Linked DNA regions of Zea mays: region 2 is linked to region 1. A link is a contact called in public Hi-C data. All regions are on one chromosome and are shown on one strand. Each heading gives the region's core, a stretch centred on a gene start, on an enhancer-like site or on the middle of the called end of the contact. The rest is flanking DNA. Distances are from core to core; before and after follow the strand shown.

What was found. Hi-C and Micro-C count contacts between places; a contact is called where the count stands out from the background.
Region 2: a contact with region 1 is called in a Hi-C map of ear, with 2.9 times the contacts expected there. The contact joins the promoter of LOC100283382 here to the promoter of LOC100273206 in region 1. A contact is called at or near these places in 5 of 25 Hi-C or Micro-C datasets (bundle sheath, ear, leaf and 1 more).

The regions. Positions count from the first base shown.
Region 1 is chr5:48,603,720-48,611,484 of Zm-B73-REFERENCE-NAM-5.0, forward strand. It overlaps LOC100273206, which reads right to left and starts at 3,593. Exons shown (of 2, transcript NM_001147649.1): 1 at 3,310-3,593; 2 at 2,447-3,202. The coding sequence starts at 3,493. The coding sequence ends at 2,577. LOC100286083 (40S ribosomal protein S14) reads left to right here and starts at 247. Exons shown (of 5, transcript NM_001414390.1): 1 at 247-339; 2 at 1,138-1,257; 3 at 1,471-1,556; 4 at 1,733-1,862; 5 at 1,998-2,526. The coding sequence starts at 1,476. The coding sequence ends at 2,107.
Region 2 is chr5:49,265,953-49,273,717 of Zm-B73-REFERENCE-NAM-5.0, forward strand. It overlaps LOC100283382 (peroxidase 39), which reads left to right and starts at 3,811. Exons shown (of 4, transcript NM_001156283.2): 1 at 3,811-4,137; 2 at 4,261-4,452; 3 at 4,552-4,714; 4 at 6,414-7,196. The coding sequence starts at 3,931. The coding sequence ends at 6,838.

The sequences.
Region 1 (7,765 bases), core at 2,343-4,842:
GTGGATCCGTTCTAAGAAACGGACTGCCGTAACAACGAGTTGACATCGGCTAAATCTGACTCAGATAGCAAAAATCCGAAGTTTAACGGATTATAATACTAAAAATCAAATTGCGTTGTTCGGGATACCTTTTTTTCAGAAGTCCAGTCTTGGTGATACCTCGGTTCAAAAAGCTCGAGAGATGGTGGGTCTAAACCCTAATGGACTGCAGCTTCGTATATAAACGCGCACCACTTATCCTTCCACTTCTGAAGTTTCGGCAGCGGTGTAGGCAGCGGCGGCGTGCTCGTGTAATCCCATCCCGAAGTCTCCGGTCACCTGTCACTCTACGCAACCATGGTAAGCGATTCTCTTCTCATCTGGTTAAGGCTCACACGCGGATCTAGTTTCCAGCACAGTAGCGGTGGATTTGATTGTTTTGTTTAGATATGGATTCCTGAGAGCGTGGATTTGGCTGTTATTTAGGGTTATTGTTGTTTCGGCTGATTACCGTGGTGGAAAATGTTGTTTTGGGCTGGTAAATTACATTTTGAGATCTGCCCTTCGCTAAATTAGTTCGTACAGTGATGCTCGGTTTTACTAATCTGATCATGATTTATGAGTGTTCTAAGTGACCGTGTTTCATATGCCAAATGCTATATTTGAGATGTGCTGTTAAAACCGTTGAAGCATCATGATTAGAACCTATTATTACAAGCTGAGAGTGAGAATACTGATTATGTAGGGGTTTGCTTGGGCTGAGTTGCTTACGATTCTGGAAAGTGTATGTTTTGCAAGGATAATTGTTGACAATATACATCGTGATGCAAGTATTATTTAGTTCTTGAAATGGTGATTATTAGACTGAGACTGATTTCCTGTTCAATGGCTTCTATCAGTTTCTCTGCTCAATACCGTTTTTATTAGTAGCTTTATCTTACTGTAAATCTACTGTGGACCACTGTTGGTTGGCTTGAAATGACTGGCGTTTAGCTTACTGTATTGCGCTCAATTAGTATATTTTTGTTCCTTTTAGGCTCTTACAGTCACAGCATGACTATATCAAATCAAGTTAACCCGTGTACTATGCAATAGTTTCTGGAGGATGTTAACACGAAATTGAGGTCAATGTCATCTTATAGTTGTATATGTTTGTAGTCGAGGAGGAAGACCAGGGAGCCTAAGGAGGAGAATGTGACCCTTGGCCCCACTGTCCGTGAAGGAGAGTATGTCTTTGGTGTTGCTCACATCTTTGCATCCTTCAATGACACTTTCATTGTAAGTAGTGTATGCTCCAACTATGGATAGACCTTTTTATTCCTTTCCCTAGTTAACTGTATGATGTTGTAATATGCAACATATCACTGATTTGTCTAGGAGGGAAACACTGGTTCGGATCACTGGTACTATCGTAAACCCTTGGTCCATGCTTGACCTATATGGCAGTTGCATTTGGTTTTAACTGTGATGTGCTAAATATAAATCATGTAGGTGCGATGAAGGTCAAGGCTGATCGTGATGAGTCGTTACCTTATGCTGCTATGCTTGCTGCTCAAGATGCTGCACAGCGTTGCAAGGTATGTGTAATGAAGCCAAGAATTTCATTACGAAGGTTCTACTGCAATCGTTCATTGGTTCGCCTGTGTATTCCAAAGATGTTTGTTTAATTAAATAGAAGCATCAGATTATGTAGGGATTCTTTAGAGTTGCTGTATCCAGATGAGTAATTTGTGAGCTGATCTTTTGTCTTCAGGAGCTTGGTATTACTGCACTGAACATTAAGCTTCGTGCCATTGGAGGCAACAAGATCAAGACCCCTGGACCTGGTGCTCAGTCTGCTCTCAGGGCTCTTGCTCGTTCTGGGATGAAAATTGGACGCATTGGTAAGAATTCTGAATCTTCCATGGACCAACTGTACTGGTTATCTTCACTGAGGTTGCATCAATTGTCACAACAAATAACAAATAACATAATGCTTGTGTTTCTCTAGACTAATGCAGCATTTGCATTATGTGCAGAGAACGTTACCCCTGTTCCCACTGACAGCATCCGCAGAAAGGGTGGTAGGAAGGGGAAGGAGGCTGTAGGCGTATTTGACATCTCTTGGAGGTGGCCATCAAGCAGCTAGTCCTCTCTGGATAGTGTTGCTGTTTCTATGCTTGTCAAGAGGAGCTTTGATTTTGCTATATGTTGATGACCATTTACCGTGGTTGAGGAATTGAGTTGTCATATTTATCTTCTAGATATGCATTTTCACTTATAAACGTGGGTTCCCGTTAGCTTAATTGCGCTGTTTTGCTTATATCTTGCTGACCCCAGAACATTCGTTCTGAGTGTTAAATTTTAGCATCGGGTGATGATCGTGTGGTAATTGCGTCGTCGAGGATTACTTTCTAGTTTCTGAAGATGTGGCCGTTTGCCTGTATTGAGCATCTCAATAAAGATTGCGGCAAGGGAGAAGCGATATACAACCAAAAGCAATCGTGCATGTATTTGTTTATTATATTCCACAAATATTTGAACAAATGCGAATGCTAGTACAATTGTACAAATGATCCCTCTTCACTGGCAAAAGAAAAGAGCACGACACGTGGGTCTCATGCGGCAAGCATGGCGAAACCGATGAAGGCGCCGAGCGAGCCGACGAAGCCCGCGACAACGGGGGCAGCCGTGGAAGGCTGTGGCGGCGTTGTGGAGCTGCCGCCCTCAGCGGCCGGCGCGCTGGCGGAAGCGGTTGGCGGTGGGGAGCCTCCTCCTGCTGGTGTTGTCGGAGTCGGCGCCGGTGGCGAGCTAGGAGTTGTCGTGGGAACGGGCGCCGGTGGCGAGCTAGGGGTTGTCGTGGGGGCAGGCGCCGGAGCTAAAGCTGGGGACGTCGGCGAGGTGGGGGTGGCTGCGGGAGCAGCGGACGAGGGTGGCGACGAGGATGGGCTCGTCGCAGGTGCGGGGGCAGCAGCAGGAGGCGAGGGCGGGCTCGGCAGCGGCGCGGATGATGGCGTCGGGGTGCGGCTGCCGGAGCGGTCGGCGAGGACGACGACGATGAGCTTCTCGTTGGCACGGCAGCTGGCCTCGTTGCCGCTGACGAAGAAGAAGGCCCCCGAGCGGTCGAACGTGAACACCGTGCTGCCGTCGTCGAACCTGGAGACGTAGGACGAGGTGTTGCAGGCGTTGTAGGCGGCGGCGTCCACCAGGAGCACGGAGTCCGTCTCCTTGGGGTACACGAACACTGCACACGCTCACGCAAAGAACTCGTCATCACCATGCACCAGCGACGACGACCAAGATGAGCAGCAGCAGGTGACGCGGCGCGCGGTGGCGACTACTCCTACTTACGCAGCTGGTCGCCGATCTGGAACCGGAGTCGCCCCGCCCAGGTGTTGTAGGGCTCGGAGCCGGCGCCCGGCACGCTCCACCCACTCTGCCCGCCCACCCTGAACTGCGTCGCGTCGGCCGACGCTGCCAGGGCGCAGACGAGGGCCAGCAGCGGCAGAGCCAGAGCGACCGGCCTCGCCGCCATGTCTGGAAGCAGGAACAGTGGAAGGCAGGCAGCACGCGCACTGCAGCTCGGTCGGAGGGAGTCGCGGTCGAAGAGGCGAAACGGGTCTGTGCCGTGTGCGGTTGGACTCTGGAGTCTGGAGTGCAGGGGAGGGACGACTGGGTATTTGTAGGTCGTGACGCGTCGACGCCGCGGGCCTTTACACGGTGTCAGGTTCGTTGCTTCAAGCATGCAAGGTATTACCAATAGCAATAGCAACACGCCCATGGTGAGCACCTGGTCTGGTAACACGCACTGACGCACCGCCTCTGTCTCCACGTGACTCACCGGAGGCATCGCAACATACGCACGCGTCTGGATCTGGACGCACCGCTGTGCGGATGCGCGTCGATCGACTCGACGTTGCCACCGTCGCTTTCGGGTTCAGAGGAGCGTATGATCCGTGCCTACAGGACGCTGCGCACACACACATGGCAGTGCCTGGAAAGCTCCATGCTCGCGTTCCAATCGGATGCATCCACGGCCCCGGGAAACCAACCAAGCAACGCAGAGGAAAACAAGGAATTGAGCTCGTCCCATCCATCGACAGATCATCATCAGGACATAGCACAATTGAAGACGGTAGCGACCCGCGATACAGTATATCAGTTATTCTATATATAAACTTTTGTATGGGATGGGTCTTGAGTGACAGCGGATCCTGGTTCTGCGACCGTGTTGGAGAAGTTATTCGTGACTTGACCTGGCCGCCAGGAAAACGGAGGAGCTCCACCTCCACCTGGGGCCTGCACGCGGAGCCACGAGACAAGATTGGGCCACCGGTGTGGTGGAGGCGCCGGAGACGGAGAGGACCTTTCTTGCCACTCTGCCCCGCCACATGTGACCGAGACCGTGGAAGGAAAGAAAGAGAAGAGTCTCTCGGGCGGCATCAGAATGGTTACTTCTTTGTGCAGTGCAGGCCAAAATCTCTGAACGGACGGACGAAGAGGCGACTCAGACGAGTGATTTGTCCGACGTGCTGCTCTCGCAAAGCTCAGTCACACACCACCAGTCGTATGTGTTGGTCGTTCAGTCCGAACGGAACCGACGGGGTGGCTGGCTTGAGTTGACGTCTTCTTGCCCTCGGTGGTTGTTGGCGTGCCGACAGCTCGATCAGTTGATTAGCAGAAACCACAACCATTCAGCGAACAAAAAAATTGCCCAAACTCGAATACAAACTCAGAAGTCGCTCTTCATCCGACTCCAGTCATTTTTTCTTTTCTTTTCCTGATGAAACCGAAGCAGGCTCCGTAGTAATAGCGAGCCCCGAATCGAACAGAGAAGCCCGTTACAAGAAAGAAAGCCGTGCCATGCATTCGTGCGTGTACAAAACACACGGCTTTGGCGGAGCCAGGGAGGGAGGCGTCCTGCAGCTGCTGCTGTGAACCTGTGCCATATCGTATCAGGCGGTTTGCAGGGCGGAGTGGAACGTGCAGCTCGACGGAGTGGCCGCCGCACCCTCACGTCTTGGGGAACGACGCCGTGTACAAGCCGGCGGGCGACGGCGCCCGGGAGGCTTTCTTCGGCCTCGCCGCCTTCTTCATGATCACGGGCCCGCCTCCATTCGCAGTTGCGTCCTGGCCCGAGCTGCTGTCGGCGCAGACCGCCCATCGGCGGCGGCATCACGCCAGTCGCGCTGGTTGCTCGAAATCTGCATCAGGACTGCAGCAGAAGTAATGCGAGTCGTCAGTCTCTGAATAACGTGCCACGGAAAGCCCAACAGGGCACTGATGCGCTTTCCTTACTTTTTTGCTTCACAGCTGTAAGCAGCCCGGGATCACATCGAGAGGCCCAGAATAGCGCTAAAATACGCAAAGCCTGGCCCGGGCTGCGCCCAAAACTAGTGCACCCATTGCCTCAAAAATACTACTCTCTCCATTTTGGATTATGAATTATTTTAGCTTTTCAACTTATAAGAGCATCTCCAAGAGGCTAGTTAAATAGCTTGTCAAGCTAAATTTTAGCTATTTAATTGCAAAATAGCTCTCTAACAGACTAGCCATTTAACTTGCCAAATTATTCGACTTTCTAAATTAACTCTCTCACTAGCCAAATTTGGCTAGCAACTCTCGCTTGCATGTTGGAGAGTCTATTGGAATGAAATGTTATATATAGAGTTTAATCTTTATAGAAAGACAAATATAGAGTCAAATATATAGTCAAAAATAAAAAGTCTCTTGGAGATGCTCTAAGAATTTTACAGCTAAAAGGTATGTGTGGTTTTGGTAATTCTAGCAGCTAGGTTGACTAACCTATTTTCTCAGTGGTATGCAAGAGACAAGTAAAAGTCCAAAAAGATGAGCAACTGTCCACAAGGATGCAGATTGGCAAAGTTATGAAAGAAAAGTGTCTCGCATGTTGTTGGATCCGAAAAGGTCATCGATGCTATAGAAACAAAGACTTATAGTATAATGCATTATGCATGGCAAAAAGAGGAGTCTAAAGTTGTTGGATCTAGGAGGTCAAGACTTGTGGAAAGACATAAAATAAAGGTATAAGTTAGAATATTTTATTTCACCAATAAAAATGTAATAGAGTGCATGATCATATTTAAGATAAATAGTTATACTAATAAGAGGAGACCTCATGGCTTAATGCCATTAGGTGAGATGACTCATACACATGTTGTTGGGGACAATAATTATTGACACCAGGATTACGCCCTTAAAACACGCTTAAAGAACTCTACCCACGTACATCTCCCGAGAACTCCATTGAGGGCCTTCCCCAAAACTCCGTCCCGACCGACCCCCCCCCCCCCCCCCCACGAGGGTCTTCCGAAATCTTCGACTCACCCGAGCTCGGTTCCGAATAGGTCACATGCTCAGGAGCATCTCTGCCTCGCCCGAGGCTCCCTCGCCATAGGGCCGCCATGTCTGCCTCGCCCGAACCCATGTCAGGCGATAAGGACAAGGCGTGCCCGAAGACCAATGGGGGATAGCTGCATTTAATGCGCATACCTACCCGGCCCAGCGCTACAGGTGTACAATGGCAACAAGACTGAGGTCTTGTCAAAGATTCACCAGCGTGATTACGCATGCTCCACTGTACACGCACGCCGTTTGCTAGCCCCTGATGGGACAGGTAATACGACAGAAGGGCGGACCAGCCCTCGGGCGTCAACTCCACCTCGCCTGACACCAAGCTCGCCGGATACAAATCCCGCCTCGCCCGAGCTCGACCTCGACTACCTGCTCCACCACGAATCCCGCAGGAGGCCACTCCGTCGACTATGGCGTATGTCAAAAAGGTTTCAGCCATGACCTCGGGCAGACCTCTGCCTCGCCCGAGCTCGGCTCCGGTCTCGATATCTGCAGCAAAGGACACCCCAATGTCATCGGATACAGAAGCGCTGCCACATCCCGTAAACAACTTTTTCCCATACCTAAGCCCTGTGACAACCACTACGGTATGAGCAACCCCTCCCCTAGGGGGCTCGGGTACGTGGCCAAACCCTCAACCTCAGCCTCGGCTCTTAGCGGGAAACCAACAGACTCAAGTCAAAGATGAAGTACAAGGCCATGCTGTCCACAGGACACAAAGACGCTTCCCTCAGCAGTAAGGCAGTCCCCGGCCACAATGTCATGCACCCCCTAGGTGTATAAATAGCGTAGTTTGTGACTCCTCTAAAGGATAGGCGAACACTTCAGAGTCTTCCCCTAGCGTTCGGTATTGGCACTTGCCTCAATCATATTCAGGGACTTGGGGCCTTCCCTCTCCCGCTCAGCTTGTAACCCCTACTACAAGTACTCAGGTGAATATAAGTTTCATCCCCTTCTGCTGGAAGTAGGGCCTTGCATAGCCCGAACCAGGATAAATCGCTTATGTCAACTCGCATCACCATCTAGATCTAGGGCACGCGACATCATTACACTAGTGGGTTAGGACCACGAGTCCAAACACTGACAGTTGGCGCGCCATGTACAGGCCAGTCGCGTGCAACACCTTCACCATTAGGACTCCAGATGGCAAACTTTCATCACCCTTTGAGGCTCAGAACGGTGATCAGGTTCGGGAGCCTAGAGTTCATGTCCCTTGGGATCGAGTATGACATGGTGCTCCTCCCGGCTAGCCCCCTGGCTGACAGTCTGGAGCATCTGAGCGCATGTTCCCGTCCTCCTCATCGTAGGAGGCAGAGACGGAACAACCGCAATCGTGCCACCCATGGCACCCCGTGTCTTGGTGAAGCTCCCAGGCTGACTGATGATGCAGACTTCCTTACGAGGGACCTAGCCAACATCAGTATCACACCCA
Region 2 (7,765 bases), core at 2,561-5,060, 660 kb after region 1:
GTGAAAGGACCTCTAGCCGAGTTGTTTAGATGGTCTTAATATCACTCTTCATATCATGAGCTTGACTCTTCGTTGGAGCGAATTTCAAGTTATGGTTAAAAAATCTCCTTGTTTATCTCACGCCAAAAACATAAGTGTAAGAGTCTGTCTTGGTCGCGGTCATTTCTCACATGAGCTACGGTGTCGCTACGTATGGGTGGGACGACAAATCGAGTTTTTTCGATGCATGCTGAGCAATCGGGACGAATGTGCAGACCGGTCCTGATCTACATGATCAAGCTAACCCCGTGCTGAGAAGCACCGCCACCGCGGGATAAGCTTGCAGCTTCTTGTTTGTTTGTAGGCTCTGCGCTGCTCATCTTGGGGAAAACAAAAGTACAGTACTTCCTAGGTCGATCGGAATTGCTTGTAACCCCCCATCAACGAGACCATCTGATCCTCCGGGCACACGTTATTCCAAAAGATCTTGGTTCGAGGAAATTAAAGCTAGGGCTGGACAAAATGCTCGCGGCTCGTCGGCTCGCTCGGTTCGTGGCCAGCTCGGCTCGGCTCGGATCGGCTCGTTTGAATTTTTTCGCGAGTTGAGCTGACATCCTAGCTCGGTTCGTTAACGAGCCAGCTCGGTTTGTTAACGAGCCAGCTCGTGAGCTAAACGAGCTATCACATTTCAGCAAAACAAAACTATATACATATCATTTACGTAACAATTGATGAATATGTTATATGTATGTGTGGTGTGTATAACCTATAAGTTAAACTAATGATTGATGAATTATGTCTATGTATGAAATTGGTCTATACGAATATAAGTGTGGGTTAAACTGCTGAATATGTGTGTGAATAGTGAATTGATGAGTGATGAGTTGTGTTAATTTGGTGTTATATTGATATGGTCTGTGAAACTATAAGTATAATTACTATTTTCTGTTTTAAATTAGTTTGAAATTAACTAGAAATTGATTATTATACACATATTATTTTTTTCTGCTCTGGCTCGCGAGCTAAACGAGCCAGCTCGAGCTCGTAAACGAGTCGAGCCGAGCTGACTCTGTGGCTCGCTACCTTAACGAGCCGAGTGGAGCCAGCTCATTAGCTTAACGAGCCAGCTCGAGCTCGAACGAGCCGAGCCGAGCTAGCTCGATATCCAGCCCTAATTAAAGCTGAAAGAGCCATGCATGCATGATGCATGCTTAGGCTGTGCACTAGCCTAGTAGAGTAGCAGTGGCTGTGGACCAGGGAGGAAAGCAAATACTAAAAGGCTGCGAGGATTGCCTCAGCTTCACAGTTCATCCTATCTCGCAGCAGACACACACCGATGGAATGGAAAGCCCGTGAAAACTGCGAAAAGTCAGTGTGATTCCGAGTCTAGGGATACGGTGAAAAGCAAACTGAGAGATGGTCGGGTAGTCTACTTCGTCTTGCATACCCTTATAGTACAGAAGGACACAGTCTAAACAAAAAACACGACTAAGGATATAGGTGAGCACACCACCAAAACTAAGAGCACCAATTTAAAAAACCCTAATTAATACGTATATGAATGGAAACAGTTCTGGTGACAACAACCAGCAGGCTTGTCAAGGCGCGCGATCCACTCGATCGTAGCCATCAGTGGTAAGCTGTCGGTGAGCCGACGAGACTCGAAAGGGGGCCGAGGACCAGGACCCAAGAGCTAGAAACATGTGTATTTGGTGAGCAGCGACACGCGCCCTAACCACCCCTGCACCCTTTCGGTTTTGGAGATCATGCTTGCTCATCTCCGTATGGTTCAGATTGTTCGGTATGGCCACGAACCGACGAACGAGTCCACGCGCGAGCGCAGCGTCTGCAACAGGGAAGGGAAGGAAAAGATAAAGGGAAGGGAGCGTTGGAGTTGCGTATGTCGCTTGCCATCACTGGGATTCCTGCTTGCTGCTAGCTAGCCTCTGCTTTCAGGATGGTTTCTTAAGCGGTAGGTAGCCATGCGTGGGCCAACAACGTACCTACTGATACTGATACATGTACGCAGGGAGAAGCCGCCGCGGGCCATGTGGCACAATGCATCTAGTGTGTTGTACTCACTCGTCCTGCTCGCTGCTGCAGAGAGACCAATATAATTGCAGTTGCTGGCAACTAATTAAACTGCAGTTCATGGACTCATGGTGGTGGTGACAGCAGCAGCAGCAGAAAAACAAAACAAAGTGAACAACGGAGTGAGCAGCGTGATGCGGCAGTAGTACTCCGGGTGGTGGTCCCAGAAGATGCAGGGGACAAGTTCGTGCAGAGACGTGTCCAGCTCCACCCTCCAGCACTGCTCAGCCACAGGTTTGCCGCCACGGCTGTGATGAATGGCTGGTAGGGCCGGCTCTAATTTGTTCCTTGTGCGCATGTGGAAGTGGGGGGGTGCCTCGCTTCCTCCCTCTCGCACACTTCTTGGACTTAGGGCTGGAAACGAGCCGAGCCGAGCCAGGCTCGGCTCGGCTCGGTGAGGCTCGGTGGAATAGCGAGCCGAGCCAGGCTCGGCTCGGTCACTTAGCGAGCTCGGTAACGAGGCTCGGCTCGGCTCGATATAGGCTCGCGAGCCGGCTCGGCTCGGCTCGCGAGCCTGTACACTCAAGTACTCAACAACAGTAAATATAGTCATTAACTCAAATTTGAAGCATAATATGTTCCATATAATAAAAAAAATATATCCCGACACTCTAGTTCCTTGTGAGTTGTGACCAAAACAGCACACTTACACATTGGTCAACGAAGATACGAGTAAGAAGTAGTTTGGACCGAGCCTCGAGCCGGCTCGCGAGCCTCACCGAGCCGGCTCGGCTCGGCTCGTTAGTGTAGCGAGCCACGGAATTAGGCTCGGCTCGGACTCGTTTAGGCTCGCGAGCCTCACCGAGCCGAGCCGAGCCTGATCGAGCCCGAGCCGGCTCGCGAGCCTCGAGCTTTTTTTCCAGCCCTACTTGGACTCATGGGCGAATAGGAAGGAAAGAGGAGCTCGAAAGCCTGAAGAAACCCACCTCCTCATGATGCCCTCTTCTCCGCTGTTCTAGTACACCCTACCGGCGCACCGCGAGATTCTGCTGTCCGATCTCAATCCGTGGGTCCGTTGCGAGCATGGACATGGAAAGCCGAGACGGCTTTTCGCTCCATTTCCGTTCAACTGAAGAAGCCTAGCTACAAATGGCGTTGTGTAGTAGTAGTAGTACGTCGTACCAATGGCGTGCGGTGCCTGATTCTTTTTATTTTCCCAGACGATTGACGACGGGCGAGGGCCGGAGTACCAAGTTGGCGTACAGTACTGTCGACGAGAGTCCACGCGTACATCCACCTACGCTTGACGTATGACACATGGAGCGAACACCGCCCCTGGCGCTGCCGCTGACATGCATGCCGCCGGCAAGGCCGGCCCTTTACTCCCGTCGCGTCGTCGTCGTGCTCCATTTGCGCTGCATGCAGGTAGCAGAAGCGTGCGTGGCCGGCGGCCCAGTTGCGTACGTACATCGACCGTACCATACATACATACGATACGATCGAACTGGGCTAGCCGCTCTACCGACCATATACGCAGGTCGGCGGGTGGTTAGATTAGACCCCATTTCCCTACCGACTCGTCGGCCGTTCCGAGAGACGGAGACCGCGTCGTCCGCTCCTCAGTTCCCTACCGACTCGTCGTTCGGATATCCAACTCGCTGCGCAAAGCAGGGTAGCTAGCTAGCGACAACCGAACCCCACTACCGGACTAGCCAGTAGCCAGCGCACACGTCGACGTCGTCACCGTGCCTTGCTGGCAGGCACTGTGTATTTATAGCCCAGCACCCGGCTCGGCACAGCAAGAGCTCGAGACCGACAGGACGAGACTCGCAGCTAGCTGACACGGCCGAGAAGCAGCTTGCATTGCAGGCGTAGTACGTACCCAGCAGCAGCTAGCACTAGCAGTCCATCGGAGCGACGATGGTGAGAAGGACGGTGCTGGCGGCGCTGCTGGTGGCCGCCGCCCTCGCCGGCGGCGCGCGGGCGCAGCTCAAGGAGGGGTTCTACGACTACTCCTGCCCACAGGCGGAGAAGATCGTCAAGGACTACGTGAAGGCGCACATCCCCCACGCGCCCGACGTCGCCTCCACCCTGCTCCGCACCCACTTCCACGACTGCTTCGTCAGGGTACGTACTATAGGAGTTAGCAAACAAGGCGCTAGCCGCTAGCTGCGTGCGCGGCGACGAATGCCCGATATGCCGATGCCGACGATGACTGACCGCGCCATGCGCTCCCGCCGTTGCACGCAGGGCTGCGACGCGTCAGTGCTGCTCAACGCGACGGGCGGCAGCGAGGCGGAGAAGGACGCGGCGCCCAACCTGACGCTGCGCGGCTTCGGCTTCATCGACCGCATCAAGGCGCTGCTCGAGAAGGAGTGCCCCGGCGTGGTGTCCTGCGCCGACATCGTCGCGCTCGCCGCCCGCGACTCCGTCGGCGTCATCGTCAGTGCTCCTGATCGAGTCCCCCCCCCACCCCATGCATCTGCGCTTCCTAAGCCGGCAAAACCTATATATAAACCGGTCGAACGCGCATGCATGCAGGGCGGTCCGTTCTGGAGCGTGCCGACGGGGAGGCGCGACGGCACCGTGTCCATCAAGCAGGAGGCGCTGGACCAGATCCCCGCGCCCACCATGAACTTCACCCAACTCCTCCAGTCCTTCCAGAACAAGAGCCTCAACCTCGCCGACCTCGTCTGGCTCTCAGGTACGTACTTCCCCAAACCAAACACCTGACCCCCTCCATGATCCGTTGACGCCACACCGTTCTGAGCAGAAGAAGAAGAAGATTATCTTTTCACCTGTCAATCAATCAGCTTAATTTACATGCCAAGGAAGAACTAGACAGATATTAGGCAGTGACAGGTCTGACTAGTCCTATGATTACAAGCCACGCTTGCGAGTTTATTAAACATTCCAACGGCACCGACACCCAGTGCTGCTACTTTCGCTTTCGCTGGGTCAATCATTTGTTTGGTCAGGCTGGCATAAGCAGTACCACTGCTATGATTGTGCTAGAGGACTGGTAGCCTCGTGAGTCGTGACAAACTGTTTTATGATTTGAGAAAATAACTGGACAAACAGCAGGAGCCTAGAACGTTTTAGTAGCAGTTAGTTCGCTGTCATAGCCGGATTGGACAGACAACCTGAACATGCACAGAGCGGCCCTGCTAGGTAGAAGTACTGCTGTCTTCTCCGTTCCAAATTATAAGCTATATTCTAAAATTATAAAGTATAAGTTATATTCTAACTTTATAGGTTTTATTTTTTTAATTATAAGATAGTTTAAGATTTCTAAATTTCTAATTTTTTACTATATATCTAGACATAATATGTATTTAGCGACGTACTAGCATGTAGCAAAAGCTATAAGTTTTAAAAAGTCAGGAAAAAAACTTTTTTGATTTAGAACAAAGGGAATAGCACGCGTTACTGAATAATGGCATCCATTTGTCCGTCAGAGCTATCTACCATATAAAAGACAAAGTTCGTACTGTGGGTCAAGTCGACATCTAAAAGGCAAAAGTTGAGCACCTAACAGTATTTATTGACGGTGCGTGCATGCACGAATCAGCGTTAGGAAGCATAGTTCTGTCTTTCTAGATAGACTAATAACTAGAGTGAATCCGTAGCCAACAGAAATGGAGGCGATTAAATTGGGCAACTGCAAGTCTGTTGTCTCCTCATCTTTCAGTCTTCGGGTTAGTGCAGTAGTGTCAGGCACAGGCGCTGAGCCGAGTAGAGTAGCTAGCCGACAGCTGCACATCGTCCTTGAGGAGAGACACAGCATGTTAGTAGTTAGCATCTAATGGATGCAGCCGGAGTTTGGTACCCAGGAAATGATTCAGTACGGCAGAGATAAGATAAATTTGTGTAAGGAACCACTTTTGAGGATAACGGACAGAGAGTGTATCTGACCTTATTACGTCCCAGGCAGGCTTAACTTTCATCATCCTTCAGAGCAGGCCGTCTTGCTGAAAGTAAAAGAAGAGACTGATGAGTGATGACACGTGGAGGAGAACTTGGAATCTGAATAATAATAATGCGTATACTCTTCATCATTTGAGGACGAGACTTGTTTGGGCCACCGATGGGCTTCCATTTCTCGTATGTGCGTGCGTGACATTAAACGGCAACCTCTTCTGATGCAGACATGCTCGCTGCTGCCAACTGCTGCCTCGGTCTATATTCCAATCTATCATAGAAGACGAGCCTTTATTGTGCATGCAGACTCCAGAAGTCCAGAGCGATACTTCTGAAATAGTAGTCCTTTTCGTAGAACATGCCCTCGATCCGTTGATGGTGCCTTAAAATACGTACCTGAATAGCTCCAAAAAAACCACACACACACACACACTGAACAGTTCACAGGCATTCCTAATCACTTCTCGCGTGTGTACGTGCAGGGGCTCACACGATCGGCATCTCCCAATGCAACTCCTTCAGCGAGCGCCTGTACAACTTCACGGGGCGCGGCGGGCCCGACGACGCGGACCCGTCGCTGGACCCGCTGTACGCCGCGAAGTTGCGGCTCAAGTGCAAGACGCTGACGGACAACACGACGATCGTGGAGATGGACCCCGGCAGCTTCCGCACCTTCGACCTGAGCTACTACCGCGGCGTGCTCAAGCGGCGGGGCCTGTTCCAGTCCGACGCCGCGCTCATCACCGACGCCGCCTCCAAGGCCGACATCCTCAGCGTGATCAACGCGCCGCCCGAGGTGTTCTTCCAGGTCTTCGCGGGCTCCATGGTCAAGATGGGCGCCATCGAGGTCAAGACCGGCTCCGAGGGCGAGATCAGGAAGCACTGCGCCCTCGTCAACAAGCACTAGGCGGCGGAATTCATGCGGGAGATGGCTCCATTGCTCGCAAAAAATCCTTGTGAGACACACAACATGCTCTGCATCTGCAGGCGTTGTCGTCACCTTGGTGGACGTAGTACATCGGTGCATGGATTATCTGTTGTTTAATTTGTACGTTCAGTTCATTCTGTTTCTTGTATTCTTTTGGTTCCTTTCCTCTTGTTTATTCATGGATGATGAGGTGTTTCTGTTTTATTCTCTGGTTCAGCTGTAACCATGTAACATGTAAGGTGCGCGTTTTGTCCTCGTGATCTCTGCAACTGTATTTATTTTAATGGATGGTATACATGGAGATATGATCATGATAATAACAATAAGGTGATTACAATCATGTGCCTCCACCACTGTCAATTAGATCCTGTTGCATTTTTCCTCCGGGAATAAAAGAAACCACCATTCAAGTTTTCATTCAAACCAGCCCAAGACTACCTCGTTCCTTCCCGTTTGAGAACTTTTGGGCCAAGCTGTCGAGGTTCAAGCAAGTGGTCCAGGCAGCATGGATGGCACCGTCGGTTCATCATGAGCCATTCCACAGGTTCTACCACAAATTGCAAAACACGACAGCTATACTATGTGAGTGGAATAATAAAATCATTCCAGATGCAAGGCTCTATCTGCATATGGCTCTAGAAGTCATCCTTAAACTCGATTTAGCACAAGAAAATAGGCAACTATCCCCCGCTGAATCGAGTCTAAGAAATAAGTTGAAGCAGTGTATTATCGGATTGGCGGTTGTCGAGAGAGCGCGGAGAAGGCAGAATTCGCGCTTAACAACCCTTAAGTTAGGAGATGCCAATACCAAATTTTTTTCATAAGAGAGCAAGTTCTAGAAGGCGCAAGAATTTCATCCAAAAACTTAAGAAAGAGCATGGTTGGGCTGTCACGCATGAGGACAAG